3 separate regions of the Rattus norvegicus genome follow, and all the other regions are linked to region 1. A link is a contact called in public Hi-C data. All regions are on one chromosome and are shown on one strand. The core of a region is the stretch at or near the end of the contact, and the rest is flanking DNA. Distances in the headings are between cores, read along the strand shown. Region 1 holds the start of Dusp10 (dual specificity phosphatase 10). Region 2 has its middle 250 kb from the start of Dusp10. Region 3 has its middle 180 kb from the start of Dusp10.

Region 1 (3,065 bases), core at 255-2,754:
CAAGTGGCCAAGGGAGTCAGGTCTGCGAACTCCAACCGAAACTGGCCCATGACCCATTCCTCTGTGACCCCACTTGTCCTTACCCCTCTCTGTGCTGTGCCCCTATGCAAAAAGGGGGGGCCCTTGAGTTTCACCTGGGTAGTGCAGTGCAGACTTTACATCTCCATGGGAGTGGGAACTTGTAAAAAATGTCTCAGTCCTGTACTGATATTCTTCTTGGAAACAGCAAAGATGAGAGCCACCTCACTTGTCCCTTTACTACAGACAGGCTAATTGGGAAGCGAGGAAGTAGTGCCCACAGGGGTTACCTCTGCCTCCTCCAAGGGTGCCTGCAATGGGTCACTTACCTCCTCCCCCCAGGCAGAAGGCCACTCTATAACATAGCAATTCTGACTCGTCTAATAGAGAAATCAAACCCCAAGCAAAAGCCACTCATCTAAAGGAACTTTAAGAGCTGTCTGGAAAAACATCAAGAATCATCGGTCTATTCATGACCGGCACTGTTCTCTGAGACCGAGCCAAATTGTCACCAGCGAAAATCCACACACGCGCACCCAGGAGCACGTACCCACCCGTGTAGGCATATCCCCACTGACTCCGGTTTCTCTCACCCACCTTTGGTTGGGAGCAAAGGATCCCTCCCTCCCTCTTTCCCTGCCTCCTTTGCGTAGTATTTTTTTTTTTCATAGCGAGTACTATTCCAGAAACTGTAACTGTGTCTCGGCTGGACCATAAATGCAGACAAAGTCTTTGCTATTGTGCTACCTGGTAGGGACATCCAGGATCAGTAGCCCATTCCCTAGGAGGGGGACCCAGGAACGACTTTCCAGAGACACAGGCTGGGACCCGTACCTCTACACTGTGCTGCTCGCACACAGGCAGAGTGCACGGAGATCTGCATCCTTGCAGCAGATAGCTCCAAACCCATCCGGTTTGGCCCGGGAAACCTCCCACAAAAAAATAGCACTACCCCCCTACCCGCTTTCTTGCTAATCTCCCTTCCATCACTAACATGGACTGAAGAAAAAATTCCCCACTCCTGGGGTACGTAGCATCTCTCTTCCATGCAACCACAGAGCATCAGCAAAGCCTTGGGCTTTGAAAACTGCCATAAAGCACCTTAACCAAACCAAAACTCATTTCCCCCTTCATTCCAGGGCAAACAGACCCAAAAACCTAAATCTTAGGATCTTCCTTGCCTGATGTGGGTCTGTCTCTGTTTCTGTCTATCTCTCTCTGTCTCAGTCCCCTCTCTCTCTCTCTCTCTCTCTCTCTCTCTCTCTCTCTCTCACACACACACACACACACACACACACACACACACACACACACACACACACAAAACCTTCCGCCCTCCAGCTCTGAGTGACCGTAATGTCTTCCACTTACTTCATCAATAAGCGTAGCCCTCTACCATCTGGCGCCCGCTTCAGCTATGCGCTCGCGCAGTGCGCCCCCATTCACTCAGCTTCATTGATCCCCAGCAGCAACACAGAGTTACTTTCTCTTTTGCTACAGCGTAAATGTAAGCTTTGGAGGAGGCGGGGCTGACTCCGAGCGACAGCACAATGCGCCAGTGAGGACCCAGAGACAGCCGCCCGCTACATCACAGTGGTCTCTGACCAATAGGAGGCCAAGGAGGGTGGAGAAAGGGGCGAGGCCTCGCCTTGGGATGGAGGCCGGCTCGGACGCGCTTGTGGGTTTGGTGTGTTAGAACGCGGGTGGTGATGTCATTGGCAACCAATCAAAAACTTAAAAGTGCTAGCCCGGGCCCGCTTGGAGCAGCGGCTCTCTATTTACATGTAAACCTAGGCAGCTGGACGCGGTTAACCCTTCCCGGGACTGAAGTGTCAATGGCTTGCTCTGGTCGCTCTGGCTGAAACTGGTTCTTTTGACCCTTCCCTGCCCCCTGGTGCGGACACAGCCTCACGGGGTCTCCTTTCCACCTTTTGATTCCAGGCAGAGTGCCCGTCCAACTTTCCCGAGGCCAGAGACGACTCGAAACAGGGTCCCTCCATGGCTGTAGCTGCGCCGCGCGGGACGTGAGCGTGCACAGGGCCGGCCTCCCCGTAGCCCCGCTTGGCCCGGCCCGCAGATGTCGCTGCCCCTCCGGCTACCTTACTGCTCTCCTGCGCGGCGGCTGCGCGCGGTGCTTCTGTTCCCCTACTTCTGTGCCCCTGTCACTCCTCCGCCGTCCCCAGTCTGTTCTCAGGAGCCCGACTCCGAACCCGAAAGCTGCACCCCAGAGAACTACACGGAGGAGGACGCCTGGCTCTGTGCGGGCAGCCAGTGGGGGCCCGTGCTGAGCGGCAGCGTGGGCGCCGTCCCGCAGAGCTGGGCGTGGCCGGGCCCTCCGAACTCTCCTCAAACCCCTCAGCCCCGGCACCGACCTCCTCCTCCCACCCCAGTCTCAGTGTCCTCCTCGGCCGCCTCCCCTGCCGTGTTGTTTTGGAACCCGCAATACATCCGTCCCCCGGTGCTGGGCCGCCCCCGGCCCCCAGTGGCGCAGGGCCCTCGGCGAGCCAAGGAGCGCCAGGCTGGAACAGCAAGCGCTGGAGGGAAGGAGCCGGAGCTCGGGGTGTACAGCCAGAATGAGCGGCGGTTGAGGAGCATGGAAGGGCCCACGCCAGCTCTCCCGGCTCCCCGAACTTTGTCCATCAGAGGAGTAGATGGTCGTGGCATGTGTCCGCTGAAGAGAAGTGGGAAGCTGGGCAAGCCTGCCAGCGCCTTGCCAGAAAAGTATCAGGGAAGGTGCAAAAGAGTGACTCTGGAATTCAAAGGAGTGGAAAAGCCCAGATGAACTGTGACGAAGTTGCATCAAAGAATCCTAAAGCAATAGAGCTTTTTATACCCTACCCCCTTCTAGCTCAGAGAAGACCACCAAAATGTGAAGTAATTGAAGCGAAATAAAACATTATCAGCTCTGTGGAAGGTTCAGTCGTTCTTAATGATGGGAGGTGTTTGAAAGCAGACTTTAGACGCCATTCTTTCACCATTGATGTGTTGATCTGTGATCAGAAGATGTCCAACCGTCAACTTAGCTGGCTATCTCGGTCAATTTAGCA
Region 2 (3,065 bases), core at 413-2,912, 250 kb after region 1:
GCACTGTCTTTAATTAGTACAATAAGGTTGGGAGGTGACTCAGTCAGCAATGTGTTTGCCTTACAAGCGTTCAATCCCCCAGAACATAATTAATAGTATTAATAATAATAATAATAATAATAATAATAATAATAATAATACAACCAAGCAGAGTGGCAAGTGTTTGTAATCTCAACATTAGGAAGGCTGAGGCAAATACATTCTTAGGACTTACTGGCTACCAGCCTAGCTTATTCAGCTAATTATAAACCAGTGAGAGACCTGGTCTCAAACAACTAGATGAATATAACCTGAGGAATGACAGTGGCATCTAGCCTCCACATGTACATACAAGCACATCTCTACACATGATCAAATACGCACGCACACACACATATATACCAATGCTCACACATATATACCTGTGCGCACACATATACACACACAAACGCACATGCATGTACACAAACACATCTGTGCACACACATGTACACACACACATGCACACACACACATACATACCCATACTCACACATATATACCCACACAACACATGTACACACATATACACACACATGAACACACATGTATGCAAGTGTACACATCTGTGCACACACATGAGCATATACGCAAGCAATAAAAGAACAGTGATAAACGTAGATAATTGCATATTAGCCTAACCGGTCTATGATGACTATTCTTCATATGAAAAAAATATCAAAAAATGAAAACTGGCAAAAAAAAAATAAAAGCCTCCCTGAGCTCTCTGAGAGGCTGTAACAAAGTACCACAGATTGTCTTGTGCCTGCACCCGGGTATTTTCTCAGTTCTGAAGGCTACAAAGTTTAACATTAGGCATTTCAGGTGGACTAGAACACGAGGCCTCTTGGTAGCCTGTCCCTTTTCACTGGGCCTGAAACAACAGCACTGCCTCTCCACATCGGCGGAGCTCTCAGAGCTGCATGCACCCAGCCACATACTATGATCGAGGAGAGTGACACAGCCCAGAAAAACCTCTGGGTCGCTGGATTTCCCACTGAGACCAAGTGCTGAGAAATAGCACTGCCGAGCATCACAGCACCAGGGCTCTGTGGCACAGGAATTAGGAAATAGCTCAGTCAATGTCACTCTGCCCAGGGTCGTATTAGGTCCAAAGGGAACCCAAATCCAGGGCTGTAATCAGTGCAGACACACATTCCCATCAGTGGACTCCTTCCCATGAGGGGAAGCTGCTGCTTATTCCCCTGTAAGGACACACAAGGAAGACACCAAGCTCTGCAAATTAGGAGTCACGCGGCCTCCATCAGAGCACTGGACAATAAGCTCTTTCACAAAAGCCAAAAGTTTTACCATTTGTTTGCATGGAAACAGCAAAACTATGCAACACGTCCCTTGGCACAAAATGCCCTGTTTACGATGCAAGATGCAGAGGTCTTAGAACGTACAATGCTCCATTGTTCAGAAACGGGATTTGAGCAGAAATATCAGGGAGAGGAAGCAAGTTGAGTTGTTTCTGCTCAACTGGCACAATAAGGAAATATAATTAATCTAATCCCCCAGAATATTCGTAATCAACTTTTAATCTACTCTATGAAGACTTCATACACGTTTATAATGTATTTTGATCATAACTAGCTGCTTTGCCCCTCCCCCTGCCAACTTCTCTCCCACATTCCTCCAACACACCCATCTCCCACTGAGTCCAGCTAGTGCTGCCTATGTGTCTACAGATGCGGGGCATGAACCACCTACCAGTGGCCACACTCCCATAGAAAAGTGACTGCTGCTCCCACAAGCAGCCATCAACTGTAACTAGTCAACAGCTGGGGATAGGGTCTCATAAGCCCCACCCCCCATCCCCACCAGAATGTCGGTAGGCTTGGTCTCGTGCAGACACTGGGCAGGTAATCACCTATGCTGTGAGCTCATATGCACCATAGCTGTGTCATATCCAGAAGACAGAACTTCCCGCCTCCCTCCCCTAGTTGGCTCTTACATTCTTCCCACCCTGTCTTCCACAATGTCCCTGAACCTTGAAGGGGTTGCGGGGTGAGGGTGACCTAGATGTCCCATCTATGGTTCAGTGTTGGCAGCCTGGTCACAGCATTGCAGCTCTGTATCGGGTTGCTTAGATGAATGTGGAGATTGAAGGAAAGAAAGAAAGAAAGAAAGAAAGAAAGAAAGAAAGAAAGAAAGAAAGAAAGAAAGAGAGAGAGAGAGAGAGAGAGAGAAGGAAGGAAGGAAGGAAGGAAGGAAGGAAGGAAGGAAAGAAAGAAAGAAAGAAAGAAAGAAAGAAAGAAAGACAACCGTTAAAGTTTCTTGAAGGAATAACAACCAGAACCGTAATTCAAAATCAATGAGTCTGAGTTGTTTCTAATGGGCTCGCTCACTTGCTATGTGATTTCCCTGCAGCCTTGATTGAGAGTATCACACGCCTTCACATAGGATGACCGTCAAGCCAAGAGATGCCACCAAATTCTCCCAAACCACACTGGTTCCAATGCTAGACCATCACACGTTAGGAATGGCAGTGGTTTTACTTTACCTACAAAACGCTCTGCTATTACAGGAACATAATGGTTTAACTACGGAAAGCAAACACTTAATATTCTTCTACCCAAGGTCACGCAAAAATTTCTCAGGCACAAAAAGGGGTTATACACGCAAAATGTCTAATGGTCTAACTCAGAGTAATGAAGATAAGCACTAAATTTTTTCTACAAAAATATATTAGTACTTGATCTCAAGATAAAAGAAAGTGGAGGAGGAGAAAATGGAGGAGGAGGAGGAGGAGGAGGAGGAGGAGGAGGAGGAGGAGGAGGGGGAGGAGGGGGAGGATCTGGAAAGAACTATGTAAGGATTCTGAGGCTAGAGTTGGGAAGCCATGAAATAAAATGGCTGTGCTTATGTTCTTGTCATGGGGAGAAAAGTTGTGTATCTCAGTATCTCATCCAAACTGAGGAAAGTCAATTACTTATAGCACCTTGACTGTAAGACATAACATTGGAAAAGTGGGCTGTCCAGTGGACAGTTTCAGATTTTTACCAAACTCTGGCCTCCTACCCTTCAGTTCAAACTTCCAGTGA
Region 3 (3,065 bases), core at 235-2,734, 180 kb after region 1:
GGCAATCAGAATCTGTGATGACCCTTGGGTATTTAGTTCACTCCAGATGCAGTCAAATTGACAACCAAGGGTAGCCACAGCATGTGCTTTCTGTAAATACCACCAAGTTCCCCTTTTCATCCTCCGGTGGGTCTCTGAATGGTTGTGGTCTTTGCTGCTTTGAATCATGGAATGCTTAAATTAAACCATTAAAAGTTTAAGGCTAGGTTGAAACTCAGTGGTAGAACAGATGCTTTGCATGGGGAGAACCCAGAATTTGGTCCTCAGCACCCAAACCAAAAATCAATAGCAAAAATCTTCATCTTAACCCAATCTTACTGCGCTTAAGTTTGTCTTTTAACAGTGCTTACATGAATTACTATGGAGTAGACACAGCTTTTTATAATTCAAAGGTCAGGAGACCTGGGCAGGAAAAGGGTAAGGGATTGCTTTACATTTACAGTGTAGGGAAGACAGTATTCCTCTTGGTTCAAGACACAGGAAATCCTTGTCAGACAGGACATGGACCTGAACTGTAAAGCCCCTCCATGGGAGAATGTGTGGTTTACAGGTAGGGGGAGCTAAAGAGCACCAACTGTGAGGTCTGACTGTCTTAATGGTCAGAATTTTAAGGCTGCAGGCAGTCAGCATGCCATGAGGTCCGAGGAGGGTAGCACAGAGCCCTGTGACTGTTCCAGGCCCTCTGCTTCAGACATCAAGTAGCCATGGCATACGGCGGATTCCAAGAATTTAAAGCTAATGCTTTGACAACACTGTGAAGGACGGGTTGGAAAACAATGGGGTGGTGTTGATTCACTCCCTCGATTCCAGACAATGGGCAGAGGGGCAGAGGAAATGATCCTAGAAAAGAGGTGGAGGTCTGAGCCATGCTCTCTTCTTCATGTAGCCTCTCAGTAGCTGAAGCTGACTTAGGAATGAACCATGGAGCATGCATTTAGAACTCTAGAGGATATCAAGAACTGACTAGTTGTGTCTACATCCTTGTGGGCCACACTATAGATATTGATTTAAGCAATATTAAGCCTCCAAAGGTTTTCAAATTCCTACAGTCTGGTCATCAAAACTCAATGTCCACTGATGTGTTTGTGGATAGACTTACGGAAATTTGATGGAATTTTGGAATTTGATAGACTTATGGAAGACTTCTAAAACTTACAAGAGATATTCAATACACAGACGAGATTTTCAACACACGCAGGTCTCTAATACTACTTCTACTGAGAGAGAGAGAGAGAGAGAGAGAGAGAGAGAGAGAGAGAGAGAGAGATTGATTGAGATTGACTCTAAAACACCATGCTTTCCTGAAAAGGAGGAAATAAGGAACCAGATACTGCTCTTCTTGGACTCTCTGGTCTGACTCCCAACTCACAATATTCAAAACCATTTTAGTCACAGCAGAAGATGAGGCCTCAGTCCAGGAGGCCCTCAGCAGAGTCCTGGGAGAGTTGGAAAGATGACCAGAAGGTAGTGGCAGAGCATTGACTTCACTAAAGTCATAGATAAGTACACTTAGTCACACACAGCCTTGGGGAACCCAGAGGCCAAGAGGATGTGAGAAAGTGAGACTGGAATGCCCAGTCAATCACAGCCACACCAATGCTAACAATAAGCAAAACAAAAGGCATTTTCTTTCTTTAAATTAAAAAGCAGTGATGGGCTTCATCTCCATCCCCACAAAAGAACTCACTTCTCTTCTTTAGCTCCCACCCAATAGCTTCCTTTCCTTTCACGGCAGAATGACAACTCAGATAGTGTGCAGATTTCGAAGAGCTAGAAGAACTAAAAGAGTTAAATGTCCTGGCCCCTTCTCCACCCCTAACAAGCTGAGTACTCTTTGTTTCCTTTCTTCATTATGAAGACAAGCCATGAAATGTTGGACTTGGAACCATAGATTTCTCTCCAAGATTCCTTCCAGTTCAACAATCTCACATTTGTGTCCCTCTTCTTGCTTCATTTATTTTACTCTTTTTTTTTTTGGTTTTTCTAGCTCATACAGTCTAGCCTGTGTGAGTAATATTCACATGCTTATGAATACAGTTGGTTCTCTGTGATCTGTAATAATAAGACGGGTCATGTGGATAACCCCGAACTGCAAACACTGTTCCTGATTATAACTGAGGAACATTCCACTCCGACTAGCCATCTAATATTTGGTTTGGGATGCCTTCCTGTAGGACCCATTAGCTAGTAAGTAGGGTTGGTGTAGAGAGGTCAACTGTTCTGCCCCGAGGAGTGATCCATATTGAAGTTGAGATTCCCACATTGGCCAAATGTCTTCTGCCGACAAATGTTGGGTTTTACACTTATATCTGGCTAATTTATATGATTAATGCTTCAATCGATGAGATGTAGCACACACTCAGGGATAGGGTAGAAGAGGAGGTAAGAAACCTCTTATTGGGAATATCACTAGCCCAAGAGTCACAGGTCCAAATAGGGCCTTGTATATTTGTTCTAGAATGGTTCATCCAGCAGGGGATCTTTAGGATCTGATGTCACTTTGATATACCCTGTACATGTTACTGCACTAAGTAACCCTTAGACCCTTACTATACAGTATACAACCCCATAGGAAGAGCTCTTGTGTCTTGTCTGTTCCCGATTCAGAAGTCAGACCTTCTACAGCAACAACAAAAAAAATGGACAACTCCACTAATTAAACAAAAAATAAATCTTAATCAAAACACAGTGTTTCACTTTTCTCTTTCTATATAAAGTTCCAAACATCATACAATATGACCTTCCTCAATGCCAAGAATGTTTTTTCTAAGGTATAAATTATTGCCCTTTACCTAGAAAGCTAATCTTATAATTGATTCAAGAGCTTTAAAAATCTCTTCATGATATGTGAAAAATAAACAGATCATGCCTATGACAATCATGCTAGGATCATACACCCTGCTGTTCTACCGAACCCCATTTCTAGTGGTTTAGAGTTTCATGCTTAATTGTAACATAACAGCTATTGTCGAAATGTAGTTGTCTATGATCTTAAGCATAAATTTGAAGGGACTGAAAACACCATACAAGACTTAATAAAAGGTATTAAATTCTTATACAAGATT

Evidence for each region. A called contact is a pair of places that touch in the nucleus more often than the background predicts.
Region 2: a contact with region 1 is called in a Hi-C map of Schwann cells, with 5 times the contacts expected there. The contact joins the enhancer-like site here to the promoter of Dusp10 in region 1. A contact is called at or near these places in 3 of 12 Hi-C or Micro-C datasets (Schwann cells, frontal cortex and mammary epithelial cells) and 1 of 1 datasets of contacts at active chromatin or transcription factors (oligodendrocytes).
Region 3: a Hi-C map of Schwann cells shows a contact between it and region 1, with 8 times the contacts expected there. The contact joins the enhancer-like site here to the promoter of Dusp10 in region 1. A contact is called at or near these places in 3 of 12 Hi-C or Micro-C datasets (the A7r5 cell line, the Rat2 cell line and Schwann cells) and 1 of 1 datasets of contacts at active chromatin or transcription factors (oligodendrocytes).

The regions. Positions count from the first base shown.
Region 1 is chr13:98,144,332-98,147,396 of GRCr8, reverse strand. It overlaps Dusp10 (dual specificity phosphatase 10), which reads right to left and starts at 1,504. Exons shown (of 4, transcript NM_001105734.1): 1 at 1,390-1,504.
Region 2 is chr13:97,889,793-97,892,857 of GRCr8, reverse strand. No RefSeq gene overlaps it. Among named protein-coding and RNA genes, the nearest start is that of Dusp10, 250 kb to the left of the region's middle. Within about 2 kb of position 1,662, at least 41 of the 93 cell types and tissues checked have an H3K27ac peak or open chromatin away from gene starts, as enhancers often do. A contact at or near this core is called in Schwann cells, where this site is marked.
Region 3 is chr13:97,965,385-97,968,449 of GRCr8, reverse strand. No RefSeq gene overlaps it. Among named protein-coding and RNA genes, the nearest start is that of Dusp10, 180 kb to the left of the region's middle. Within about 2 kb of position 1,484, at least 9 of the 93 cell types and tissues checked have an H3K27ac peak or open chromatin away from gene starts, as enhancers often do. A contact at or near this core is called in the A7r5 cell line and Schwann cells, where this site is marked.